Regions from separate parts of the Lactuca sativa genome. Here region 2 is linked to region 1. A link is a contact called in public Hi-C data. All regions are on one chromosome and are shown on one strand. The core of a region is the stretch at or near the end of the contact, and the rest is flanking DNA. Distances in the headings are between cores, read along the strand shown. Region 1 holds the start of LOC111886829 (heat stress transcription factor A-4c). Region 2 holds the start of LOC111886748 (protein STICHEL-like 3).

Region 1 (6,997 bases), core at 2,027-4,526:
TCTACACTTCAAAATTGGAAAAAGTCAAGAGATGGAGTTGATTCAAGCTAGAAAGAACCAACGGTGTTAGAGATGTTATAGTGGGTGGATGGAAATTTTATTGGTGCTACTTGTTACCCCTTTTGTTGCTACTAATATGACTTTTTATAATTGTTAGTGATGGCTAGGTAGATTGATACCACATGTTTTTAATTTAGTGAAGTAATCGGTTGACCATTTAGATCGATCGGTATAGCTTGAATTCGATGGTTATGATCTGATTACCATGTTTAGGACTTTTGTAAATGACAGTACATATGTTACATGTTATACACATGCATGGAAATTAAGTTTTAGTTTTTCATGTTGTTGTTTGGAAATCAAAAAATGTTCTACCTAAGGTTCATTAGAGTCCATGCATAAATAGAGAAGTTTCAACCTCACAAAAACACCATTCGGTTCCAACATTCCTAACAACTATCTTGCTTCTAATGCTATACATGGAATAAAAAACATAAAAAGGGAAGAAAACGTGAAATTATGGTTTCCAAGAAGATTCACGTTTTTAAGCTTGGGGTTGCCAAATCATCGTCCAGCTCATTATATGAGGTCACGTCAACAACATTTAACTGTCTTATTAACTGGTAAATAAGGAAAGGAAAGTAAAGGTCTGGTTTAATCCAAAAAAATGATAAAATATATGGTTTTTTTTTTTTTATTTTTAATGTAATTAACCTTTTTTATTTACGGAGCTGTTTGTACAAATTAGTTAACCATCTCTAGTATATTTAAATTACATAATAATAATTTAGTTTATTATAACCATTGTAAACAAATAAGCAACTTCATAACTTTCAAAACATTAGAACATTAGACCCCACACTAAGTTCAAAACCAACTTTTATACAACTTAAAAGGATGGTAAAAGATACCAAGCAAAACACACTAGTCTGTCCTCGGTTTTTCCACACTAAACTGAATTGAACTGGACTAGACAAGTTTATCATAACTATTTACAAGACAAAAATGACAAGGACATTCACGTCTTTTCCACACACAAAAGACCAAGAACAAGTCTATCCCACCTCTTGATGGGAAATTATTACAATCTTTGTCCCATGGACAATAGACTCCTCACGGTTTCAGTTCATTGTACGCCAGATACAGTACAAAGCCAACATGTCATACCTAATGTCGCAGTTCTAGTCTAATGCATGCAAAATGCAGTACAGTATGGTCATGTTCTGTCCTGTCATATGTCATGTACTGCATAACAAACGATGCCTAAAACTTATCGAAACCGGTACAAAACCCTAAAACCCTCACTCAAATTTACAATCACGCCACCACGTAGGATAATCAAACCCTAAAATAACCTACCATTATCAAGTTCTCCCTGGTGGAGTAAGTTGCCCTATTTGATCAACAAAATTATTCACACTCCTCATATTCCACCAAAACTTTCCAAATTGATCCAACTCTTTGCCACCCTTGTCTCTATCACCACCCGGATTCTCAGTCAAAAACTGTTCCCAAAACACATCATTAACACCTACCACCACCCCATCTCCGGCGACTTCACTAGCGGCAGTTTTAACCTTTTCACGGTTCACATCAAAATCATCTTCAGCTTCTTTCAATACACCCTCCCACAACACAAGGGATGATTCCAATTTCTCCACTAACTCATTATCCAATCCCAAAAGTGCATCAACGGTTATACTTTCACGAATCGGGATATCAAAATGACAAATTTGCCCCTCATCATATTCACCGGACAACCTTCTTTTTCTGTCATTTGTGTCCCCCAACGCGGGTTTCTGAAATAATTCGTTTAAATAACAAAGGATTTCTTTTTGGTGTTTTCCAGCGAGTTTCAAACGATCTGTTAATTCGCGTGCTTTTGATTCGATTTGCTTCTGTTCTTGTTGGTGCTCTTGAAAAAGTATGGATAGTGATTCTTTTTCGTATTGGAGATTATTGATTTTTTCTTTGTATATTTGTTTTTCTGATTCGGTTAATGGAGAAGATGAAGGTAGTCCATTGATTGAGAGATTTTGCATGGAATGACTATGAACTGGTTTTCTTCTATGGATGTTTTTCAATAGATGTGGTTGACCTTTGATGAAATCTTCATTTGCAAACTCCCATAGTTCAGGATCAATTTTCCGAAAACCCTGAGAGAATTTAAAAGAAAAAAAAAAAAAAAAAAAAAAAAAAGTTGTTGTAGAATTGTAGTTTTGTTTTTTCACTCAACAAACAGCAAAAATGCAAAGGAGAAGAACGAATGCATGAATCAAAAGTACTGACTTACATAAGTATTAAGTTGTCTGATAAAACTGGAGAAATTGTTATGCTTGAAGAATCTTGGAAGCAATTCACCACAAAATTCAGGTGGATTCCACACGATGAAACTCTTATTATTCTGACTCCATGAGACTATAGCATCTGTCGAAGGATCATCAACCATCTCATACGTCTTCGTGATGAAAGGAGGCAGAGCATTAGAACTACCCTGAGCATCATTCATTGTGACCCAATACGAATTTCTCTCGAATCAAGTCAAAAGAAGCTTAAATTTTGAAAACAGGGTTGAAAAAGCTGCTTGTTTCCCAAAAGGAAACCCAAACCCACCAAGCTCAAGCGAATACCTGGTTATCTGTATAGAACTCCTGTAGATGAAGATAGAGAAAGCGAATCAAGGATAAGAACAGCTTCATATGTCATAATTACTTAGCGGAAAGAAGCATCAAAGTCGTTAAAAGCATCAACTCGTTTCCGGAAACTTAAAGCAAAAGCGTCCCCTACCAAAACTGTTACATATGCATCTATACTTGTACATATCACAGATGCCTTCTAACAGAGCCAAATTAGTGCACACCAGGTGTTCGACGTATTACCTGAAAGATAGTGAACCAAACGAACTCCAAGAATGTAAATATGGCTTCAAGGAAGGGATTAATTCCCTCTGACGAAAAACATCGCCCGGAACACACAAATCCAATCTTGTTAGGGTTTTACGTGAAGAAGAAGAAGCGCAAGAAATGAAAACGACACAGGTATAATAGAGAGGTTGAAAGTTCTTCAAGACTTAGTTCTTCTGATCTTGGAATGTCGGAATCACTGGTCTTTCTGGATTGAATTTACTTGAAAGAAATCGACTGAGGGGTAAATCATCAAATCAGGGTCATGTTCAATCTAAAATCGTGTACGTGGGTTTAAATTCAATCCACGTTCTTGTTTGTTTTGGATGTCGGAATAATTTTATATGGAAAACCTTACAGAGTGACGCATGTGCTTTGGTGGGTATGTCAACTTTACAATTTAACATATATATATCTCCAAGATGTTCATCCGTTCGCAAACATTTCATTTATGCCCCTACACTTTGGATTAATTCTCCAAGATGTTCATCCGTTCGCAAACATATCACTTATGCCCCTATACTTTGGACTAATTCCAAATACTACCCACATATTTTTGAGAGACTATAAGAATACCCCCCAAAACTTTTGCTTTACGACGATTATGGTTTTAGTTCTTTTTTTTTTTGAACAACAATTTTTATTTAGTAAAGTAATTTTCTATATAAAATAGCATATGTTCATTAATTAACGTCCTTTAGTAAAGAGTATAAATTTAATTGTACTTAGGACTATAAACAAAACGAACGAACATAAGCAAAAGTCTGTTCATATTCGTTCGTTTAAGTTAGCCGAAAAAATGAAAGAACACGAACAGATAAATGAACGAGTTTCTTGTTCATGTTCGTTCGCTTAACAAATTACATTGTTCATGTTCGTTTGTTTATGTTCGTGAACATGATAAACAAAAATAAAAGAAAAAAGATAAATAAACATAATTGAACATATATGAATATAAACGAACATATAATATAGTAATGTAATAAAAAAAAACAATTGAACATATATAAACATGAATTAACTTAAAAGGAGTGAACATTCACGAACATAAACGAACGAACGAAACCATTGTTCGTATTTGTTTGTTTAACTAAACGAAAGAGAATTTGTGTTCATGTTCGTTCATTTATTAAAATCAATAAACATTAACAAACTTCCTATCGAACGGTTCGTCGAACGTTTAGTTCTTTTACAGCTCTAATTGTACTGTATAACAATTTGATGGTTAAAATGATTGTGTATTAACTTTTCCTAGCATAAAGATGAACAAAATCTTAGTGTTGAAAAACAAAAATAACATTATGTTGTTACTTGTTAGTATATTGTTAGTATAGGTAAAAATATTACTTAAAACGTTGGCCTAAAAGTATGTTCATTTAACCTATTGCATCATACTTTGATGATGAAAAAACAAATTAACACTGAGTGAATTAACATTTATAACCATTGTATCTAAATTTTTCTAAAATAAACAGTCAAATTTGAAAGAAATCCCAAAGAATGTGTTGGTTAGGAGGGACCAGGCTCGGCTGGACAAGATGAAGCTGTAGTGGATTATACTAAATGGATGAATTAGACATGTTTTTATAGGTATTTTTATGATAAGAATAAAAAACAAATAAAAGATCGAAAACATACACATTGTATCTTTTTAGATGGGACGTATTTAATAAATAATTATAATAATATAACCATTTTCAACATATATCATAAAGAACAATCAATACATTTTGAAATTTTCAAATTTTATAGGTGTTTCAAAGTCCATTATCAACACTCATTTTCTTAACTTTTTGCTTCTCTCTTTTTTTTTTCTTTTTTTTTTCTATTTCTATCATCTTCCTTATAATCACTCATAATTACTTCCTACTTTCTTGCTATAAATGTATCATTTTTTTTCTTTTTAGTTCGTTGTCATTCTAACAAAACCATTTTGTATCATTTCAATGAATATCTTACATGAAAAACAAGCTCAAAACACGTCATAAAAAACAAGTATGCAACGTATATACATGATCAAAACTTATCATAAAGAACAAGTTCAAAATCTATCATAGTTCAAACTTTAAGAGGTTGAAGCATCTTGTCATAAAAGTGGTTTTGAATTCTTTTTCTTGACAAAAAGATGTGCCAAACTCAAAAAATGAAAACACAATTTAACTAGTTTCATAGATGAGGGTCATTTTTGCATTCCTTCAAAAGATATTCAACTTATTGTGAGAATTTTAGGAAAATAGTAATTTCACGAATAATTGTAATTATAATACTTATTTCATCAGCGTCAATTGTACTCTCTATCTCGGATAAATTACCCTGAATTCGCATGAGTCATTTCCCAAAACATTTGTAATTTTGGTTTGTGCTTTGTAATTCTATATGTATTTTGTTAGTTTTAGCTAGCATTTTTAAATATATATATATATATATATATATATATATATATATATATATATATATATATATATATATATATATATATATATATATATATATATATATATATATATATATATATAATCGTTGGCCGATCTAACAAAATCTAATTGCAACCCACAGGTATTTTTAGGTCAAATCCGTAACTCTTGGCCATTAATGTAATATTTTTCTGTAACTCTATCCAGTCCGGAGAAGCCGCGTTTTTCTCAATTTGAAAAGGCAAACAGCACATTTTGGTCCCGAAGCTATTCATTAATTACCACTATTCGTCCCTATTAAATCAAAGAGTTAGTTATTACAGGTGGCAACTTTTCTTTTTCTGTTTCTTGGAAAAGAAGAACTGCTACATAATAAATGTCCTCACTGTATTTAGATTAGGAAAGGAATAGAGTCGCTTTTGAGAAAAAAAATGTGTTAGCGACATTATTCATTTTTCCATAAGTCGGTTAGAAATAAATAGATATCATAAATACTATTTGAAGTATGTGAGTATCATATGGTAATATATGTTTATTTTTCCACACTATATTTACGATAATAGTGTTGCATTTGCGAAAAAGTGCCTAATTAATATTATACATCATCAATTTTTCTAATAAATGAAAGTTTTTTTTTTTATCATTTGTCATATTTTTATGTAATTTGCTAAATGTTATTTTGTAGTTATTTTGAATTATTTTTTTCACATGTCATTTTATGAGTTTCTAGTTTATTAAATTTTACATAATGTTTTAATATAATAATTGCAATAAATATAACAATAAATGGATATTTATTTCATTATTAAACTTGCATTTAAATTTCAAAATTCCTAAAACTAAAGTCATTAGTTTATTTTCTTTATTTAAAGTATTTGTTTAAATTTAAAAGATAAAAAACATTTACAATATAATAATTCATTATTTTTCTTATTATCTTATAAATTCAAAGTTCTCAAATATTTTGACCTTTATAGCTAACTTTTTTTTAAAAAAAAATAATAATTCATATAATACATGGGTCTCACAACTAGTAATTAATATTATACATTTTCCACAAGTCCTTTAAAATTAAATTAATATTACCACATGCATTTGAAATCTTCATAACTTTTCAATTTCTTTATAATAATTATTATAAATTGGTTAATAATGTTAAATTAATGCGAACACAAAATACTAATCATAAATTAACTAAACTACAATATCAAAATATCATATTTTACTTCTATTTATAAAATTATGACTTTAACTTTTTAACGTATTATAGTTAACTTATTAGTTTAGATATGTTGTTGTATGTGAGTAATTGTCATTTTAAAGTCACAACTTTTGTATAATTTATGTTCGCCTTACTCCCGAGCCCAAAACATAAGTCTAGCTTACCTCTTGGGCTCACATCTTATGTGTGGCTTGCTCCCAAGGTTGTTGGCTTCCGTACAAAGCATTATCGCCTCAACCTAACCACACTATGTTGATATATACATAATAGATAACATATATCCAATAAACAGTTAATCATATAACAAGTCAACAGACTAATAGCCAGATCTACAGATCACTATCGTATAACAACGTCCTATATACCAAGACTCAGCTCTAATTGATCAATATAACATAATAGCATCCTCTAAACTAGTATACATAACCCGGTAGCCCGGTATTTGTGCCTTCGACCCA
Region 2 (6,997 bases), core at 1,500-3,999, 160 kb before region 1:
TACATGTGCTTGAGTGCAACTACTTTATAACCATCAACTGATTAAGATTACTTACATAGTTTGTAATTTTATTTTGTATGTATAATGTATGTTTATTTATAATTTTATAATTTTGTTAACATGATAATAGAGCTATACATAAATTGGAGTCGACATAAGCTAATGCTAAATGGTGGATAATTAGCTCAGTGTGGATTGATCACCCCAATTACTTGACCTAGAAATTCACATGACATCTTCCATAACACAATCACACAAACACTCCCCTACCCATGAGCCTCAACAAAAGAAGGCATGGGTAAATGTTCCATCTCACCCGCCACCACCACCACCGGCTGCTGAACCATCAATTGATAAGGACCAAATTATTACTAACTTGAAAAACGAGGTCCGTGAATGTCGCGAGCAGTTGAGGTCACATGATAGGCGTTTAGTGGAACATTTTATTACTTTATCCATGCTTCTAAAACTTATTAATAAGACCCCTGAAAACGATGTTGGTACCTCAAAGGAGGTGGATGTACATTGTTAATTATTTCACTCTCATACACTTTTTATTTAACTTTATGGTATACCCATTATTCAGTCATTTATAATTAAATACTACTGAACCGTATAGGCACTCATCGTGCAAGATGTTGGTACACATATTGCAATTGCTTATGGGAGCATGATTATGGGTTAGGCATACCCAAACAACTGCTGAATCACGACCCCTGAGCATGTGTTCCCTCTTAGGCGTTCCCTATGTCAAAAAGTTATGTCAATATGGTATAAGTCCCTATGAATATAAATGAAGAGGAAAGGTGTTACACGAAAACAACCATCACCGTTGGACAATCTTTTTGAATGGTATTACGACGATTGAGTTTTGGACCCGCTTATATGCGGATACTCACGCATGTTGGTTGGAATGTGATGTAACTTAGTTGATCAACTAACATATAAAAAACGAATCTAATAAGTGTAGTGTTTGTAGTATGTTTCGTAAAAGAATGTTACTTGTTCGATGTTAATTTTTTTTCCCAATTCAACAATGATTTTATTATCAACATTGAAGTTTGAGATTCATAACCATCAACATTGCTCTTCAAATTATAATGAGAAATTTGAATTTTGAACACCAACTTTTTATCCAAAAGTAATTTCAAAGCAGACGGATAAATCTTCATATTACCCTCCTAAAAATGAAAAAAAAGTTAACAGTTATAAAAATAGACAAACAAAAAGTAAAAATTAGTTTTATGTAAATGAAGTTAATATCGATAACCTCATTAAACTTTTGAAGCAACTCTTGTGTGTTTTTTTCCAGAAGTTTTTTTGCGTCACGATCAAATAACGTAAGTGACACCACACCGGTAAAGTCTTATACTATAATGATGATTTTGAAACTAAAATCATTGATATAAATAAATTCAATAATATAAAATTAGAAAATTTTAATCGAAGATTATAATAATATGTATAAAAGAGTTATTGAAAACCTTGGAACAACAGATACATCTTTGTTCATGCAACTTGAAGTGTAACAATAAAAAAACTTCTTTATCCTGCTTTTGGTCTGTGCCACTAGCTTTGTCATCATGCATTAAAACGACATATGGTTTTTTCTTGACAAACATAGGTCAACCCATTAAACAATTGATATAAATGGTATAATTTTGTTTTTGTAACTAAATGAATAAAACTAATATGCTTAAAGTAGATTGATAATTTTTTTTCATGACCTCTCAACAAGAACACAATAATAACAAATAATAAGAACGTAGTAAATGCAAGAAATTGAAGAAGAATAAGGAGTACAGAGTAAAGTAAGAGCTCGGAAAAAAGAATTAGAGAAGAAAATTGCTCAAGAAGAACACCGTAAATCATAGGACTCAATCCAAAATCGTAAGAATAACCACTTCAGTGTAATCGTATATATAGAGTGTTTTTTAATAAGGAAATCATTATCTTCTAAAAATTTTGGGATCCTAAGATATCATATTGGAGACTTTTGACTATTCATCTGGAAAAAAAAGAAAAATATCAGCTATATTAATTCAAAACTTCAAATTAATTGATTTTCTTATTTAATCAGTTTTAAAATTCAAACAATTATCTCAAATTGATTCATTTTATGTGAGATATATTGGGAGATAAATTATGAATAATATTGATTTTAATTTTGACTCTTAAATATTTTGTTGATTTAGTGTGATTAAATTAGATTTTATAGGTTAACAACTTAATTATTGATATAGTTGTTTAATAAGTTTTAAAAAAAATAAAAAATAAAATATAAACGGGTTTGAATTTTGAAATCAAAAACTATAAACAAGGTAGTTAAATTAGGAACAATATTAATTAGAGAAACCGACATCATATATATAAATAGAATGATATGTTTCAATTGATAAAATAATTACTGAATTTAAAGATTCTATAATTATTATAGATTTTATAATTAAATGTAATTATATTTGAATTTTATTTGTAGAAAATAATATCAACAATTTGATCTAAAGATGGAAAATATATGATTAAAACACAATAAATACTCTGATTATTTCATTAATGAATTAAATGCTCTATTTTTAATAATATTTAAAGATTATATATCGTTCTTTTCAAAAACTTTTATATGGATTAGATTACTCTATTTCCCTATAATTTTTGGTTATTAATTCAAATGGTATAAATATTTTGATTCCAAATAATTGATTTACACAAACACAAGAGCTGGTTTATTAGCAAGTGTCAAGTTCCCAAGCACAAATTGTCAGCAACAACAGTATTACATCACCCCGTTGCAATCTCTCTCTCTCTCTCTCTCTCTCTCTCTCTCTCTCTCTCAACAAAAACCTCATTTTCTCTCTCTCTAAAACCAGCATCTTCAGACTTCAGTCTCTGTTACTAACAAACACTAGACCTATTTTAGACCTTGTGTCTCGAAATCCTTCGCTTCGCCCCACATTAAGAGGTTCAAGTGCGTGCCACCTCTCCTGATACAAAACCCTCGTGAACTGGATGTAAAAGATCTGAGATTTAATGATGGAAACGGGTCACTTGCAACTTTGCCTCTAATTCAGGTGAATTTAGTCGTACGTATCCTGTGAAATTTTCCGTTTTCTCAAATTTTAAATGATCATAAAGCAAAAACGAATTCAATTTCTTCACAGATTTACAAACTGGAAGTTTCTTGATTCCTGTGAACTGGGTGGGTGTTGGGAGCTTTTAAGATTGCATTTCTAACTGTTTCTCCAAATGGGGTTTTGTTAATTTCAATGCATAATCTGGAGTTAGCATACAGGTCCTTTCTTTTAGGTTTCTTCAATGGGTCTGTACTAATTTAACTCCAGAATCGACTTTTTAAATGTTTGTGAATCAGTTTACTCGATTTGAGTTTAGTCGTATTAGAATGATTCATTTCGAAGGGTTTATACTTGAGGGTTTTCGGGTAGGCATCAGAATGCTAATAAGTTCAACGATTCTGTTATAACGGATTAGATTTGGGGGCATTAATGTGAGGTTTCATGAATTTGATGTAGTGTGATTTTGTTTCCAATTGAGAAAAAAAATGCCAAAATTTCTGATTTCTTGCCTTATTGTCCCTTCCGCAGAATCGGATCATGACCCGAGTTGTTCGTGACCGGATACTTAAGGACGCTAATGGCGATATCTCCGATCATCTCCGCAACCATATCCATTTAACAAATTGTATTCACTTGAAAAACCATATGCACAAAAACAGCCCTATAATCAGCGACAGGTCCCTTATTAGGGACCTCGTCGTTCTTCAAAGGTCACGATCTTTAAAGGATCCCTCCATGAGTCCACCCGCTTTTCAGTCTCCTTCCGCCGTTGATGCTGGTGGTGGTGGTGGTGGAGGAGGACGCAGGTCTACTGGTTTTTCCGGCAACTTTTCTGGCAACTCCTCCTCAAATAGAAGAAACAAGAAACAAGAATCAAGCGGGGATTCTCCACTTGATGCTGCAAATTTAGCTCGTGATATTTATCCAGGAAGCTCTGATAACAAAAGCAAACAAAAAGGACGTAAAATCAAGCAAGATGATCCTTCAAATGATGTCCCATTCGATAGTGACAACAATGTTGGTTCATCACACAACCACCGTTTACATGAATCAAGCATCCACAGCCATGGTCAAAATCGGGTCAAACGACGAAGGTTTCGTGGTGGAAGAAGAGTTTCCCGAGCACCCAAAAGTACCGAAATGCCCATGCCCATGCCCATGTCCACCTCCATGTCCATGGCTTCTAATTTCATACCTCATGGTGGTGACCAAAACCTGACCGGAAATCTGCCTGGAGTTCCAAAACAAGGTTGTGGAATCCCCTGGAATTGGTCCCGGATTCACGATCGAGGAAAATCTTTCCTCGACATCGCCGGAAGAAGCCTCTCATGCGGTTTATCAGACTCAAGGTCAAAACGCACCGGTCAACACAACTCCGGCCAAATTCCGGCGATCTCCGATCGCTCCACCTCCTCCACAAACGGCGAATCTCTCCCATTACTAATCGACGGGTCACAAGAAAGCCCGGAAAACCCCGCCGCCTGGGTGCACGATTATTCCGGCGAGTTAGGGCTCTACGCCGACCACCTTTTAAACACCGATCTCGACTCCGATCTCGCCTCCGAAGCCCGCTCCGGTGGCCGGAAACGCAACTCCGGCCACCAGAATCTCACTCAAAAGTACATGCCAAGAACATTCCGGGACCTCGTGGGACAAAATCTCGCAGTCCAAGCTTTATCAAACGCGATCGCGAGAAAAAAAGTCGGGTTGCTTTACGTGTTCTACGGGCCCCATGGCACCGGGAAAACATCGTGTGCGCGTATATTTGCACGCGCTTTGACTTGTCAATCTTTTGATCACCCAAAACCGTGCGGTTTTTGCAGTTCTTGTGTGGGACATGATACGGGCAAGGGTAAGAATAAGAACCGGAGTGTGATCGAAGTGGGGCCCATGAATAATCTTGGGTATAAAAGTATGATGGAGTTGATTGAAAACACGATTGGTTCGAATTTGAGATCGCATTATCGGGTGTTTATAATTGATGATTGTGATTCTTTGATTCCGGATTTTTGGAGTGCGATATCTAAGGTTATTGATCGAGCTCCCAGGCGTGTGGTTTTTGTACTGGTTAATTCGAGTCTTGATGTTTTGCCACATATGATCGTTTCCAGGTGTCAAAAGTTTTTTTTTCCAAAATTGAAGGATGCGGATATTATTTATACGTTACAATGGATTGCTACTAAAGAAGAGTTTGAAATTGATAAAGATGCTTTGAAGCTTATTGCCTCGAGGTCCGATGGGTCTTTGAGGGATGCTGAAATGACACTTGAGCAGCTTAGTTTGCTTGGCCAAAGAATTTCGGTTCCTCTTGTTCAAGAATTGGTATATTATTTTTTGTTCTAATTTTGATTATGAGGGTGACGAGGGCGTTTACGTCTTTTGGGCAGACAACAGTTTTTGTCTTATTGACATGATTCCCGATCTTAGTCCAATTCATTTGCGAAAGACAAAAGATAAGCTTTCTAAAGCTATTTTTGTCAATGAGGACATTTTTGTCTTTTGCAATGACAAAAGATTCCAACTTCTTATGTGAGTTTGTCTCATTAATTTAATGAGACAAAAACAGCAATTTTTTGTCCCACATAAGAAGTTGAAATCTTTTCTTTCGCATTTGATAGGTCTAGTCAAATGCGAAAGACAAGATTCCACCTTTTTGGGTGGGAGTGGACAAGTTTTTGTCTTTTTGTAGTTTTTGTTTCATTGACATTATTCTCGTTCTAGTCTTAGTACAATGCATGCCAAATGCAGTATGAGTTAGATCTTGATGTTTTCCAATTGCTAAACAATTATATATGACACTTCACAGGTTGGACTTATATCTGATGACAAGTTAGTTGACCTATTGGATTTAGCATTGTCAGCAGACACGGTCAATACAGTCAAACATTTACGAGAAATTATGGAATCGGGTGTCGAGCCATTAGCTTTAATGTCACAACTTGCAACCGTAATAACCGATATTCTTGCCGGAAGTTACAATTTCATGAAAGAAAGGCCAAGATGGAAATTCTTTCGACGACAAGCTTGTAAGTCTTGTGGGCCCCAGGGCCAGGGTCAGGGGTTGCTGGAAGAATAACTCTTTTACAGATATAATAAAAGATTAAAAGCCACTCTATTTGGCCTCTTACATATGTACTACTTTTTTTTGCAGTATCGAAAGAAGATATGGAAAAGCTGCGATTAGCATTGAAGACGTTATCGGAAGCAGAAAAGCAACTCAGAATGTCGAATGACAAGTTGACTTGGTTGACCGCCGCGTTGTTGCAGCTTGCACCTGATCAGCAGTACGTGTTGCCGGAATCCTCCGCGGGTACCAGCGGCCGCCACAGTCCGGTGGTGGTTAATAATGGCGGTGGAAGAGATGGATCCCGGAAAAGTAACTTTGACCATGGTGACATGATTGGAAGTCAAAGAGGGGCTTTGAAAAATGAGAGAAAAATGAGAGAAGATATATATAGGCAAGAAATTGAAGAAATTTGGTTGGAGGTTCTTGAGTATATTCATATAAATAGCATTAAAGAATTCTTGTATCGTGAAGGAAAGATGACATCACTTAGTCTTGGTGCAGGTATATATATGCTTTTAAATAAGTCCGAAAGAAATATCCATTTATACTTTGCAAAATCTACCTAATTATAGCGTTCAAGATTGCTTTGTATTTGTATGACATTGTTAGATTTTTCAAATTATACTCTAATTTGAAGTGTTTTGTTATTACTTGATTAATTTTGCAGCTCCAACAGTTCAACTTATTTTCACTTCACACGCAACAAAATCAAAGGCAGAGAAATTCAAAACACACATTTTGAAAGCGTTTGAGCATGTTCTTGGATCACCTGTTACAATAGAAATCAGAAGTGAATCAAGAAAAGAAAACCAACTCATATTACCCACATCCCAACAAGACTCATATGCAAAACAAA

The links. Hi-C and Micro-C count contacts between places; a contact is called where the count stands out from the background.
Region 2: a Hi-C map of leaf shows a contact between it and region 1, with 5 times the contacts expected there. The contact joins the promoter of LOC111886748 here to the promoter of LOC111886829 in region 1. A contact is called at or near these places in 2 of 4 Hi-C or Micro-C datasets (leaf and seed).

Annotation. Positions count from the first base shown.
Region 1 is chr4:75,463,324-75,470,320 of Lsat_Salinas_v11, reverse strand. LOC111886829 (heat stress transcription factor A-4c) reads right to left here and starts at 3,276. Exons shown (of 3, transcript XM_023883075.3): 1 at 2,880-3,276; 2 at 2,294-2,651; 3 at 773-2,156. The coding sequence starts at 2,509. The coding sequence ends at 1,365.
Region 2 is chr4:75,623,496-75,630,492 of Lsat_Salinas_v11, reverse strand. It overlaps LOC111886748 (protein STICHEL-like 3), which reads left to right and starts at 2,749. Exons shown (of 7, transcript XM_052770326.1): 1 at 2,749-3,083; 2 at 3,603-5,396; 3 at 5,881-6,100; 4 at 6,226-6,642; 5 at 6,809-6,997. The coding sequence starts at 3,612.